Regions from separate parts of the Mus musculus genome. Here all the other regions are linked to region 1. The links are chromatin contacts, called in public Hi-C and HiCAR-type maps. All regions are on one chromosome and are shown on one strand. The core of a region is the stretch at or near the end of the contact, and the rest is flanking DNA. Distances in the headings are between cores, read along the strand shown.

Region 1 (2,850 bases), core at 161-2,660:
GCTCTATCGTGGAAATTGTGATGTTAACCAAGGGCCATGTGGTGGATAGCAATTCCCACAGTTCCCTGTGCTGAGCAGCAGGCCAGACCGTTTTCCTTAGGGTGACTGAGAAGATCAGGGGACATTCCTAGTTCCATTTCCCGGCTGGCCTCCTCTAGCTTGACCTGTAGGGGGAAATGTGGCCTGGGGACCCTCCCCTACCCAAGGACACCCATGTTCCCAGACACCCAACTCTGCTCCTGAGGCCTAATGGTCCACACACCCTGGGATCAAAGCTTCAGGTGAGTAAACTCTTGAAGGACTTTGGGATTTAAAGTAGGGAAACCAGTGAGTGGGAGAGGCGACCTGAGTCCACGAGAGCTTGTGTACACAACATAAATAATAATGCAGATTTTTTAATTAAAAAATAATAAAGTGGAAAAGTCTTTCCAGTAGGTTCTGAAGTAGCAAGAGTTCTGGAAAATTCCAACCACTGTAGCAAAAGCAAGCTTTTTTTCCCTCTAGACCTGAACATCCCCACTTCCAGGGTTCAAGGACAAAGTCCAGGACCTGAATCACAATTCTGTTGTTGCCACCTAAGACAGCAGGTAGATGAAGCCAGGGCCAGGCTGAGTCCTACTTCTCTTAGAAGGGAAAAGTTGCCTCCTGCCAGAGAACTGGGCTGAAGAGGAAGCCAGGGGAACTATTTGGATCTTATCCAACCAGGAGGTGGATCTGGAACAGCAATGCCCTTGAAGTCAGAGACCGTAAGACTTTGAACCTAACAGAACGAGATCAATAAATTGAACTCATGAAGTCATGCACTCCAGGGACAGAACCAACTCCCTGGGTCCCACTCTCTCCCTCCTTAGGAGGATCATGGTTCCTACAACACCGAGTTCCCTGCATACACAGTCTGTTTCCGTTGTAGCTGGGCCCAGGACCCCAAGTCTCAGTGGCCTCAGAGATGCTCCAATCTCTGTCTATCCAAAGGTGTAGCTGTGGATTGGGCATTGTGGATCCTGTGAGGGGCATCGTTTTGGCTCAGAGGAAGGCCAGGATAATGTGAAATACCGAACACTCAAATCTAAAAGCAATTGAGATGACTGGGAAGTGTCAACCATAGACAGGGACTAAATCTAACTGCAGTGGGTCAGCCTGCTGGAGTAGAGTCCCCTGTCTGTCAGCCTGGATCTAAGGCACCCTCTCTCCCTGTCCTTGCGTCTGTCACTTCCCAAGCTGATCACCTAGGACAGCTCTCCAAGACGATGATCTATCCTAGCTGCAAGACAGCTGCCAGCCTCTCCCTTCTATTGGCCATCCTGCAAGCCAGGTCTTGGGTGCCAATGCCTCCTCCTACGAAGCCATCCTCAGGGCCTCCAGCCAGACTGGCTAGTGCAGTCACCGCGCCCGGGCTAATCCCGGGCGGAGACCGAGGCTGCCATCTAGCGGGCGCAGCGGGTGGGGTCGGGGACTCGAGTCCGGCCCAAAGCCCTAGGCTCCCGGGTCTGCGCCCGCTTGGCTCATTTGGAAGGCAGGACTCAGGGATCAAAATTCAGCTCGATCTGTGTGATCTCATCCAACAACCCTCTCTGGATTAAGCCTCACTTCCTGGTAAACCAACTGGATAGAACCTCTTCATTCGAGTGTCGGAAAATGCGGGACTCACGGTCGTTGCCCCCTCCTTCTCCAGACCATTGTCCCACACTCTTATCCAAGCAAAGAGCCAATCTGGTCCCCCAAACAAGGAAGATGGAAGGAGATGCAGTGGAAGCCCGGAAAGCAGAGATCCGCTCTGAACAGCAGGATCATTTTCTAGGAATTGTAAACCCAGAACTGTAAATAAAATGCTAATGATTTATTCCTGCTCAAACTCCGGGGGCTGCGTTGCAGCTTTTGAAGACAATTCCAAGCCTGGCTTTCCAGGAAGGCGGGCCTCCCCGCGGCGCCTCCTTAGGCTCAGCAAGGGCTTCCCCTACTTGGTCTTTTCCTTCTGGCTTGGTTCCATGAGGACTCTGGGAACCTTCACCGACCTCTCTGTAAGTGTTGGCTGCCCTACCTGTGCTAAGGCATTTCTTTAAATGGTGAGCTTTAAATAAGTGAATAAATGCTTGAAAGCCATTCGGGGAGCACAAATTCGCATCTGCGGCTGCCACTGGGCTGCCCGGTGACAGGGTGTGCTAGATAAGCTGAGGGCCAGGGGGTAAAGAAAGAGGCCAGAAGACTGTAGTCCAGCCAGCCCGGCTGACAGGAACAGCAAAGATGGCTTCATTTCCCCCTCCCCATTCAGCACAAGGTACTCAGAGCAGGCAGCCCCAGGCTCGGAGCCATCTGCAGAGGCGTGGGTGCTAAGGCTAGGGCACGCTCCACAGAGGCACACGGATGACTTTGCTTGTGTTAGCAAACTTCTCTTCCCCAGACTTCTTTGACATGATTTCATGGAAAATGGCAAGTCTCTGGTTAACACAGACCCTTCTTCTAACGTGCTTTTGAATGTAAGATCCAAATGACAAAATGGCCAAGACCCCTGTCTCCTGATGGAGACATCTTCTTGATAGAAGATGCAGTCCAGGCTGGCCCGGAATCCACTCACAATCCCCCTAAGTCTTGAAGTGCCATGATTATAAGCATGCGCCCTCCATGTGGTTTGGAGAGTCACACGTGGTGAACCTCCATATTACCAAGGAAACAGTTCATGGTCACTAGTAAATCCATACATCACACTATTGAGGAAATGTGTGTCCTAGAGAAGCCAATACAGAGAGCTTTACTCCTCCGTTCGTTGGAAAGCATATTGATCTACATACAGACTAGATTCTGATCCCAGGGGATATCGTCAGATAGATGAAACAATTGCAGTCCATAGGGGAC
Region 2 (2,850 bases), core at 202-2,701, 640 kb before region 1:
GGCAAAGAGGCAGACTCTAGGTCTGTTCTCTGAAGGCCTCTGCACCCTACCGCAGATGTTTTCACTGTGGCAGAAGCAGTAAAGGATCCGGGCTCCTGGGAGCCCCAAGCACAGCGGAGACAAATCTCAGCTGAGCGAGCTTAAGTTCTGGGTTTGTGTTAGCACAAGCCTCAGGGGTCCCGTGAGCCCTAGGAGGGGCCTTCCTGGTTTCTCAGAGTGGGTACTCTCCCCTCAGATCCTGCAGCCTCCCCCTCTTGGCTTGTGTGTCTTTATGTGTTCTACCTAAGAGTCCTCAGATGCTCGAACTGAGCAGTCTGTGAAGGTGTGCACGTGTGTATATCCTTACCCAGCCCCGAATCCACAGCCTAAATTCCACACTGTGGGAGCAGCAGCTGGCAACGCCCACTGTCCTACTTGCTTTTCTGTACCCCGAGAAAAGCTCTGAGTACAGAGCTCCGGTTTTCCTGTTCGTTCAGGTGATCACTGTCGGGAGCCAGCTGTGCCAGACAGGCAAGTGGGCAGTGTGTTTGCAATGACACCCAGAGGTGCCACTCAGATGGTGCCCCGCAGAGTGGCATTTTCTCTCCTAGCCTTCTCAAGAGGGAATCTAGGGGTAGGAGACCGACTTTGATCTCAGTGGGTCCACACTGAACTGCCAGGCTGAGATGGACGCTCTTGACCCAGGAGACTTAACCAGCGCCATTCAGAGACTCTGTAGAGGCTCCGATCTGATGCAGGAGTGAGGATGGGATGGATAGAAGTAGCAGTTCCATTGAAATGGTTTGAGGATTGTCATTTGAGTCCTGTCCTGGGCTGGAATCTCACAGTCAGCATGGAAGCACAGCTTCTGGGAACCAGGTCCCTTTCGGGACTGGAGCAGTCAGAGGACAGGGAAACTTCCTGTCTTAAGGATGGGTGTGAGGAAAAAAGATATCTCCCTGGAAATGACTGTGAACCTGGAGAAAGACAAATTCCTGACAGTTGGAATATAACCTTCTACAGAAGGTGGGTGCGCTTTCTCCAAGTGACACTTGTCCTATCTCCTTGCCTTCCAGCCCTCAAAGACTCAAGAGACTCGAGAAGACCCCTTTTGAGGTTTCTTTAAGGCAGTCCATACCCTGATACTGTCAGCTGAGGCAAGCTGGGATGCTGGCCCACCAGGGTCCTTGATGGTAGCCAAAAACAGTCAGGCTGCGGCCTCTCTTGCCGTTAGGTTTCTTGTGGGTGGCTTGTGCCACTTTCAACTTTGCTTCCTGGTTCTTTCCCAGGAGCCAGCTCCATTCCTCAGCCCCGAGTGGCGCTCCTTGGGCCGGAAACAATGTACGTTCTCCACGACTAGGAGTGGAAGTCAGCAGTTTGGCACCGTCTGGCTGGCAGCCTCTACCAGCTTCCTTTGGCACTTTATTGGCAAAGGCGGTGACATTTCTTTCAGTTGGGTGGGTGGAGCTGTTATGCAAACTCCCGCTCTCCTCATTCGCCAGATGAATATTCATGACTCAGGCAATCTGTACCAGCCAGACTTTCCTGAGGGCGGCAGCTTTTCTTCCCTTCCTCTCTTTCTTTCTCCTTCTCTCCTTCCCGGCTCTTTGGAAAGCTGAAGTACGGCTATATTTAATTTACAAATACAGAGCTATTTAGCTTGCCTTTGAGATAAGGCTTTGGAGAGGTGGTGCCCAGGAATGGGGACAGTGGCAGCGGCTCTGGGTCCTGACCCTGTGTCTCCAGGCCCCAGAGCCTACTGCCCGGATCTCAGACCCCAGAAGCCAGTGGATGGTCCTTTGCGTTGAGAATCACAGTGTCCCTATGCTTGAAGATGCAGCAGCTCACATCCCTTTAGGTCACGCTGGCCTCTGAGGTTGACAAGGAAATCACAAGTCGATGATGCTTGGGCCAGGTACTATCAGTCTACCTTAGCTTCTCCCATTTCCATCCCTGCCTGCCCCCCTTTCTGTTCCAGGATTGAGGTCAAAGAGCCGAGGGTATTTACTGGTCATTGGCTTTCTCAGGAAGAGCTGGTCCGGATGCTGATCTGAAGTCTTATTTCTGGGGGACACACCGATTCCCTTTCTATCTACTAGATACAGTGGGACATACCTGTGATGCCAGCAAGTGGGAGGGGGGTAGAGGTAGGAAGAGCAGAAGTTCAAGGTAATCTCAGCCACATAGTGAGTTTAGGATCACCCTGGCTATGTGAGACCTTGAAACGGTTAAAAAAAAAAAAAACTAGAAAGAAAATAACAATAACAAAAAGGGATGTTCCCTAGTCTCTTTGTCTCTTCCCCCAAAGAGGCACCAGATGCCCTGGCAGAGAGGGGTCAGAATCTCCAGAAATTTCCAAGAAATTTGGTCCTAGCAAGGATGTGCTCGCATGAGTATGTCTTGTGTGTAAATATTTATGCACAGCTTAAGTGAGTCTGTATGCCTACATCTATGTTCAAGTGTTTGCGTGTGTGTCTGTATGTGTAAGGGCGTGAATGTGTGTGTTGAGGAAAGCCTGGGAATGTTTGCATGTGCGAATGTGCCTCTCCAGTTGAGTTGCGTGTGTACCTCTATGATTCTGGAGGAGTTGAGTGTTTCAGTACGGGGGTGGGGTGGGGTGGGGGAGAAGGCTGAGGCACGTGCCTGTGTGTGCGTGCGTGCATGTGTGTGTGTGTGTGTGCAAGTAGATCGACTGTAGGTGTCAAAGTAAGAGCCCAGGAGAGAGGCAGAGGGTGTCAGAGTAAGAGTTCAAGAGGGAGAAGGGGGGTGAGAAGCCATCGGGGTATGCTTTCTGACCTCCACCTCTCCTGAACATTTTCCTCTCTGGGGATGGAGAGGAGGGAGGGGGGCCCACCAAGGAGGGGGGCCCCA
Region 3 (2,850 bases), core at 207-2,706, 550 kb before region 1:
GGGGCTGGGACTACAGAGAATCTGGACACAGGGTCTGCCTCTGGAGACCTTAGTACTACAAGTCTGGTAGCCATGCAGAAGAGCAAGCTAAGTGTTTCAAGTTAAAATGATTCCAATTGAGAGAGGCAGGGAACACTTGGTGGTGGAGATGATGCTTCAACCATATACTGAAAGGTTTGGGGCTCCCAGGAAGATAGAGGAAAGGGGAGCTTCGGCAGAGGAGTATACCTGTCTGAAGGCTTGGCAGTAAAAGGACGCATGCTCTATAAAGGACAGCTGGTCAGAAACAGTTTGGGAGGGAGAGGTAGGAAACATAAGCCAAAGAGAAAGCAGGAATCTAGGGGGCTTCAGAGGGAGTCCGCCACGGGTTTCCTAATTCTTCCTGACCCTCTCCCTTCAGCACAATCGGATGTGGCATATGCCCCACTCTGGTGACTCCCCAGAGGGGCCGAAGTAATTTAATTGCCAGAAACAATATTAGCAAAATAACTATAGTGTTTGATTGAGTATAGAAAGCACAGGTATTTTCCACACTGCTAAGAAACACTACCAATTAATGTGTGCCATGGCATGAAGACCTTGGGGGAAAACACAGACCTCTCACAGACGATTGCAGCTATGTGATAATGGGTGGTACGCAGACTTCACTGAACGTCGGCCTCTGCCCTGATTCCTTCAGATACACAATATATTGGCGAGGTGTCATTGGACAAACCCCTGAGCATCCTGGAGGCAAGCACACTCTTTCCCCATTTTACAGATGTGACAACCAATGTTCAGAGAGATTAAGGAGCTCGCTGTCCAGCAAGTGGTAGGGGAAGGTCTATAAAGCACTGCCTTCCATCAGGAAATGGAGTGTGAAACGTGGAGCCCGAGTGAAAAGCCAGGAAACCAGCCATGTAACGTATGTCGGAGGCAGTGGCTTGATTTATTTGGTGGTAGGACTTGCCCTGGCTGTGGTCCAGCATTAGATGTCCCTCATGGCAGCATTTTAGACCAGAGGCATGTCTTTCGTGGCTGGGCTGACCCATGCTTCGCTTTCCATTCTTGGAAAATCTCAGCCACATAAATGCCCTAGGAATTTCCTGGTTTTCCCAAAGGGATCAAACTCACAGTCTCCATCTGCCCAGGGTCCCCCAGTAAACCCTCGTAGCCTTTAAACCCCAGTGCTCTAGAAAAGGCTGAAACCAATGGGTTAACTTGCTTTCCCTATTAAATATTTACATAAACACGCTTGGGAAGGTGTGTGTAAGTTATCAATAATGCAAGGCCAGCCTAGGTTCGGTGAGAGCTAAGAGACCCAAATTGTATCATCATAATCCATTATTCACATATAATGCGTCTATTCTCCTCCATTAGTGCAGGCAGGAAATGCCCCTGAGTGCCGGGCAGGGCTTTGGAAAGCGCAATAAATGGTGGATAGACACATGGCTGGTGGGCGGCAGCTGTAGTTAAACAAGTGTAAATTAGTGCCCAGCCTGGCTCCTGCTGCATCCGGAGGGTGGGCACAGGCCAGTAGGGAGGGGGTTAGAGGATGCTGGGATTTGGTTATCAATCCCCATAACTGCATGACTGTGTCTGGAGCCTTGGAGGAGCCCTACTGCTGACCACGTGGGAGGCACGGCTTAGGCAGGGGGAGAATCTCAGCTGTGCCAGTGAGCAGCAGCCTGGGGTGAGAGGGAGACTGCTCTGAAAGCTGGGCCCACGGTGAGCCATGGCTCCCACCTGCAAAACCAGAGAATCTCCACCTTACAAAGTTGCATGCAGTGACCTGAGGATGGAGAAGTGGCCAGACCCTGGCACCTAGGCAACCCTTAGAGACTGAAACAACATTGTACTTGCTGTCAGGCAGTTTGTGAAGTAGGGATAAACATGGACATTTGGGATCCAGAGGGGCGGGGAGCAGAGGCACAGCTGGGAAAAAGGACATTCAGTTTTCATTTGCTCAACTTTGCTTGTGGCTAACTGGTCTTCTACCTCACTGCCCACACAGAGGTCAGTCCCCTGGGCTTTAGAGGCACACACAAATAACACTGTCCTGACTCTCTCCTCCATTACCAACACCTCATTCCCCTGGTGCTGCAGATACATAGTCCCGTGTCTACACTTGTGTGCGTGTGCGCACACATACATACACACACACACACACACACACACACACACACACACACACATGCACACTCACACACACACAGAGGTGCATGCTCATGAACCGAGTTCCCTTATTCAAACCTTCTGTGTTCTACCATCACAGATATCTGGATTTTTTTATCCCCTCTCATATAAGCTGTGCCAAGGGACACAAACCATTGGCCGTGGCACTAGGTGGACTGGGTCCTAAGGTTTATACAACTGTCACAGCAGGCTCCCGTTAAATCTGGACACAGAACTTTAGCAACTTTGACCTTATCCCGTTGTGAGCCTGTGGACCCATTTCCCTAGGCTAGACCAGTTCTTTGCTAAAAGGTCACCTCCCATGAGACATCTTCCTGGGAAGATGCTTGCTGTCTCCCATTCTCTACTGGGTTTTTCTTCTCATCACACACAGCACTGCCTGCCTCTTCTTATGCACTAATTATTTGATTATCTGCTCATTGTGTGTTTCCTTGACCTGAACAACAGTCTGTAAGAGCCCAGATCCCACCTGTCCTGTCACTGAGGGTCCCTGATGCCTGTGTGATGTGTTTTTAAGGAGAGAACTAGATTTTTTTTTCAGAGTTAAATCTAACACACACACATATTGTGCACCTGCTGCATGCCTGTCATTGTGCAGGATTCCTTGTATAAGCTACTCATTAAGCCAATCCCATAATGGCGTCTGCTCATGTATAAGGGCTGTAGACAATGTCA
Region 4 (2,850 bases), core at 248-2,747, 530 kb before region 1:
CTTTATGAGGACACAGCAATGAAGAGTCACCCGGACACCTTGTGGAAGGGTGACGCGACCAACTAGCTCATTCTCCAAGCTCACCGTGCCTCCATTCAGCAAAGCCTCACTAACCCTAAGGTGGGGACCCTTGATGGTACCTTACTTCCAGGAGCTTGCGTCTTAACACACAAGCTCCCACCTACAGCTGTATAATAAAACCCTTTATCAATTCACCCTCCTGTTCTAGAATTATACTCTTTGAGACAAGAACACGAAGCCACTGACTCCAGGGAAGCTTGCGTGACCATGAGCTTCTGGCATGCAGAAGCTCAACTGTGTCAGTCCAGCAAAGACTGGAAAACTTCTGCCTGACCTAAGGATGCTCAGGCCGTCTCACCAGAGCTCCAGACCTGCTTCTCTCTCTGCTTGTAATATTCTTCCTTTACACAGCTGAGCATCCATCTCTTTCATCTCAAGAGGGATACCTTTAAAAAGGTCCATTCATTTCTGTTTCCACCTGCACAACGCTCTTTCCCTTTGCCTCACTTGCTGTCCTGACAGCCTGTGTTTGGGTTCCGCTGCTTCTTGCCTGTCTCTTCCAAGTAGCGGCCAGAGGCTGCACTTCACAAATCTGAACTGAGTGACCTGTGGCTGCCACACAAGCCCCGGGCCCGAACCTGTACTGAGGAGACCAGAGAGTTCTTGAGGTTCCCTTGTGCTCCTCACAGAAGTTCCAGGGCATCAGGCTTCAGGGCCAGTGAGGTTGCCTTAGAACCTGTGGATTTGGGGTGAAGCTGGTCTTCAGAGGCCCCTCAAGGAGCCCTGCTGTTCCTCGCCACCGCCACCATGGGGTTCTGATCATACTCTAGGGCCTTGTCATTGTCATCCACACCCCAGTTTCTCCTTAGGCTAAATGAAGGTTTTCTTTGGGCTTATCGTTGGATTCTTAGATTGCAGCACTACCGCTGATTGAATAGCTTGTATGCTGCTCTGAGCTTGGTGCTTTGTGAGACCAGAGTGGGTCCCATCCTGCATAGAGGCCCTGCACGGGGTAAACGGGTCCCTTACAGGAGTCTTTCCTGATTTCCAAAGCAGCAGCTCCTAGGCTGCCTTACAGCTTCTTCCTGGCACCCAGGGTGTGCCCCAGCTGCCCCAGTGCCCCGGGCTTCTCCTCCTCACCCTGGCACATGGCACCCTCCCCAGCCCAGCTGTCACCACAGGCTCCCGGCTCTTTACCACCTCCCTGCCTGAGGCCCCAGGTCTCAGCAAGACTGGAGCCTGGGCCTCATCCCTGCATGTTGTCCCCGACCCCTGCATCTGGCTCCTTCTCCCCAGTCTCCGGAGCCAGCAGTCCCCTCCCCCCACGCCTGACCTCTGAGCACAGAATCTATTGTCCTCCTCCGTCGCAGCCAACCCCCCAGCCCAACCTGACAGCTCCTCCATTACAGATGCACATTCACAAACAGCTCATTTACATAGAGCACAAGGAAAACCGCTCTGTCCTCAGAAAAAGAGGAGAGGAGGCTCCCACTGCAGAAGACCCTGAGGTGAGGGAGCCTCCTGCCCCTCCCTTCTCCTAGGCATTTCTGAAGGGTGTTTGGGGGTTGGAGGGCAGAGGCCAGAGGGATGGGAGGGCAGAAATCAGGTTGGTGTCTGGGGAGGGAGTGAGGTGCGTGCAGGCACACACTATTTAGTTTTTGTACTTTTTTTTGTTTGTTTTAGAGTAGTTTATTTTCATCTATATAAGCTGTTGTGAATCTTTAGGACTTCTGCCCAGTCCCCAGCTTGCACGGCTACCCACCCCTACACATCCCTCCTACACACACACACACACACACACACACACACACACACACACACAAACACACACACACAGACAGACACACATGCACACACATAAACACACAGTCCTTCATGCACAGACACACACACACGCACACACAGTCACTTGTACACAGACACACAGAGACACAATCACACATCCACAAACACACACACACACACCATCTAGTTTTTATTCCAGGGGACTGCTAGCAGCCATGGAGGCAAAAGGGCAAGATGCACTTTGGGAACGGGGAACCTCAGAGTCAAGAGGCTGAGTAGCTGAATCCCTTTCAGAGCTTAACCCTGGTTGAGCTGCGGAGCGGGACATGTGGACATTTGACAAATGGCTTCATTTCCCATGAAAAGTGAGTGCAACTGTGTCACCTGCCTTGGGTGTTTGGAGGAGGGAGCTGTGAAGAGTATGATGTCATGCGCAGTGCCCGTGCGCGCATGGGAGGACCTGTCAGAGGCAAGCAGCACTGAAGAGTATGATGTCATGCGCAGTGCCCGTGCGCGCATGGGAGGACCTGTCAGAGGCAAGCAGCACTGAAGAGTATGATGTCATGCGCAGTGCCCGTGCGCATGGGAGGACCTGTCGGAGGCAAGCAGCACTGAGGCTTAGGAAGCAGGGAATCTTTGGTAGAGGCTTTGCCCACTGGCCTTCCAGGAGCCCCGGTAACAGCCCAGCCTGGCTGCAAGCAGAGGGGGAGAGGTCACTCTTTCTTGCTCCTTTGTCAGGTGGTGTTCTTTTCTAGAAACGGTCCCTCACCTTCTTGTTCCTCTCTTACATCCTCCCCCCTCCTACCACCAGCTCCACCAAGTGACAGGATGTGGGCAGGCCAGGGACCTTGTAAGGCAGAGTGGTGCTGCACACCCCTGGCGTTATGCTGTGCTCCCACATTTCACATCTGACTTAATCACCCACTTTGTGCTCTCAAGGCAGGCAGGTCCAGCTAAGCCCAGCAAAGTTCTCAGAATCATGTTGTGATCCATTAATGATGTCTGCCATGGGTGAAGCCAGGGGAATGTCAGGACTCATTTGTC

What was found. A called contact is a pair of places that touch in the nucleus more often than the background predicts. HiCAR-type assays count read pairs that join an accessible place to other places.
Region 2: a Hi-C map of cerebral cortex shows a contact between it and region 1, with 4 times the contacts expected there. The contact joins two enhancer-like sites. A contact is called at or near these places in 6 of 484 Hi-C or Micro-C datasets (the G1E-ER4 cell line, bone marrow-derived macrophages, cerebral cortex and 3 more), 9 of 115 datasets of contacts at active chromatin or transcription factors (bone marrow-derived macrophages, craniofacial prominence, embryonic basal ganglia and 6 more) and 1 of 9 other capture datasets (embryonic stem cells).
Region 3: a contact with region 1 is called in a HiCAR-type map of neural stem cells, with 5 times the contacts expected there. The contact joins two enhancer-like sites. A contact is called at or near these places in 1 of 15 datasets of contacts at CTCF or cohesin (the NIH/3T3 cell line), 3 of 484 Hi-C or Micro-C datasets (nephron progenitors, neural progenitor cells and uterus), 7 of 115 datasets of contacts at active chromatin or transcription factors (astrocytes, embryonic basal ganglia, embryonic forebrain and 4 more) and 1 of 9 other capture datasets (embryonic stem cells).
Region 4: a HiCAR-type map of neural stem cells shows a contact between it and region 1, with 6 times the contacts expected there. The contact joins the promoter of 1700057H15Rik here to the enhancer-like site in region 1. A contact is called at or near these places in 2 of 39 promoter capture datasets (the 3T3-L1 cell line and hippocampal neurons), 1 of 484 Hi-C or Micro-C datasets (nephron progenitors), 8 of 115 datasets of contacts at active chromatin or transcription factors (differentiating embryonic stem cells, embryonic basal ganglia, embryonic forebrain and 5 more) and 3 of 9 other capture datasets (embryonic stem cells, embryonic tail and embryonic trunk).

The regions. Positions count from the first base shown.
Region 1 is chr4:123,955,946-123,958,795 of GRCm38.p6, reverse strand. No RefSeq gene overlaps it. Among named protein-coding and RNA genes, the nearest start is that of Rragc, 40 kb to the right of the region's middle. Within about 2 kb of position 1,410, at least 19 of the 459 cell types and tissues checked have an H3K27ac peak or open chromatin away from gene starts, as enhancers often do. A contact at or near this core is called in cerebral cortex, cortical neurons, differentiating embryonic stem cells and 2 more, where this site is marked.
Region 2 is chr4:124,593,687-124,596,536 of GRCm38.p6, reverse strand. The region is part of intron 1 of Gm2164 (predicted gene 2164); the gene reads left to right. Among named protein-coding and RNA genes, the nearest start is that of 4933407E24Rik, 26 kb to the right of the region's middle. Within about 2 kb of position 1,451, at least 48 of the 459 cell types and tissues checked have an H3K27ac peak or open chromatin away from gene starts, as enhancers often do. A contact at or near this core is called in cerebral cortex and cortical neurons, where this site is marked.
Region 3 is chr4:124,504,992-124,507,841 of GRCm38.p6, reverse strand. No RefSeq gene overlaps it. Among named protein-coding and RNA genes, the nearest start is that of 1700057H15Rik, 20 kb to the right of the region's middle. Within about 2 kb of position 1,456, at least 9 of the 459 cell types and tissues checked have an H3K27ac peak or open chromatin away from gene starts, as enhancers often do. A contact at or near this core is called in neural stem cells, where this site is marked.
Region 4 is chr4:124,484,606-124,487,455 of GRCm38.p6, reverse strand. 1700057H15Rik (RIKEN cDNA 1700057H15 gene) reads left to right here and starts at 1,497. Exons shown (of 4, transcript NR_040774.1): 1 at 1,497-1,529.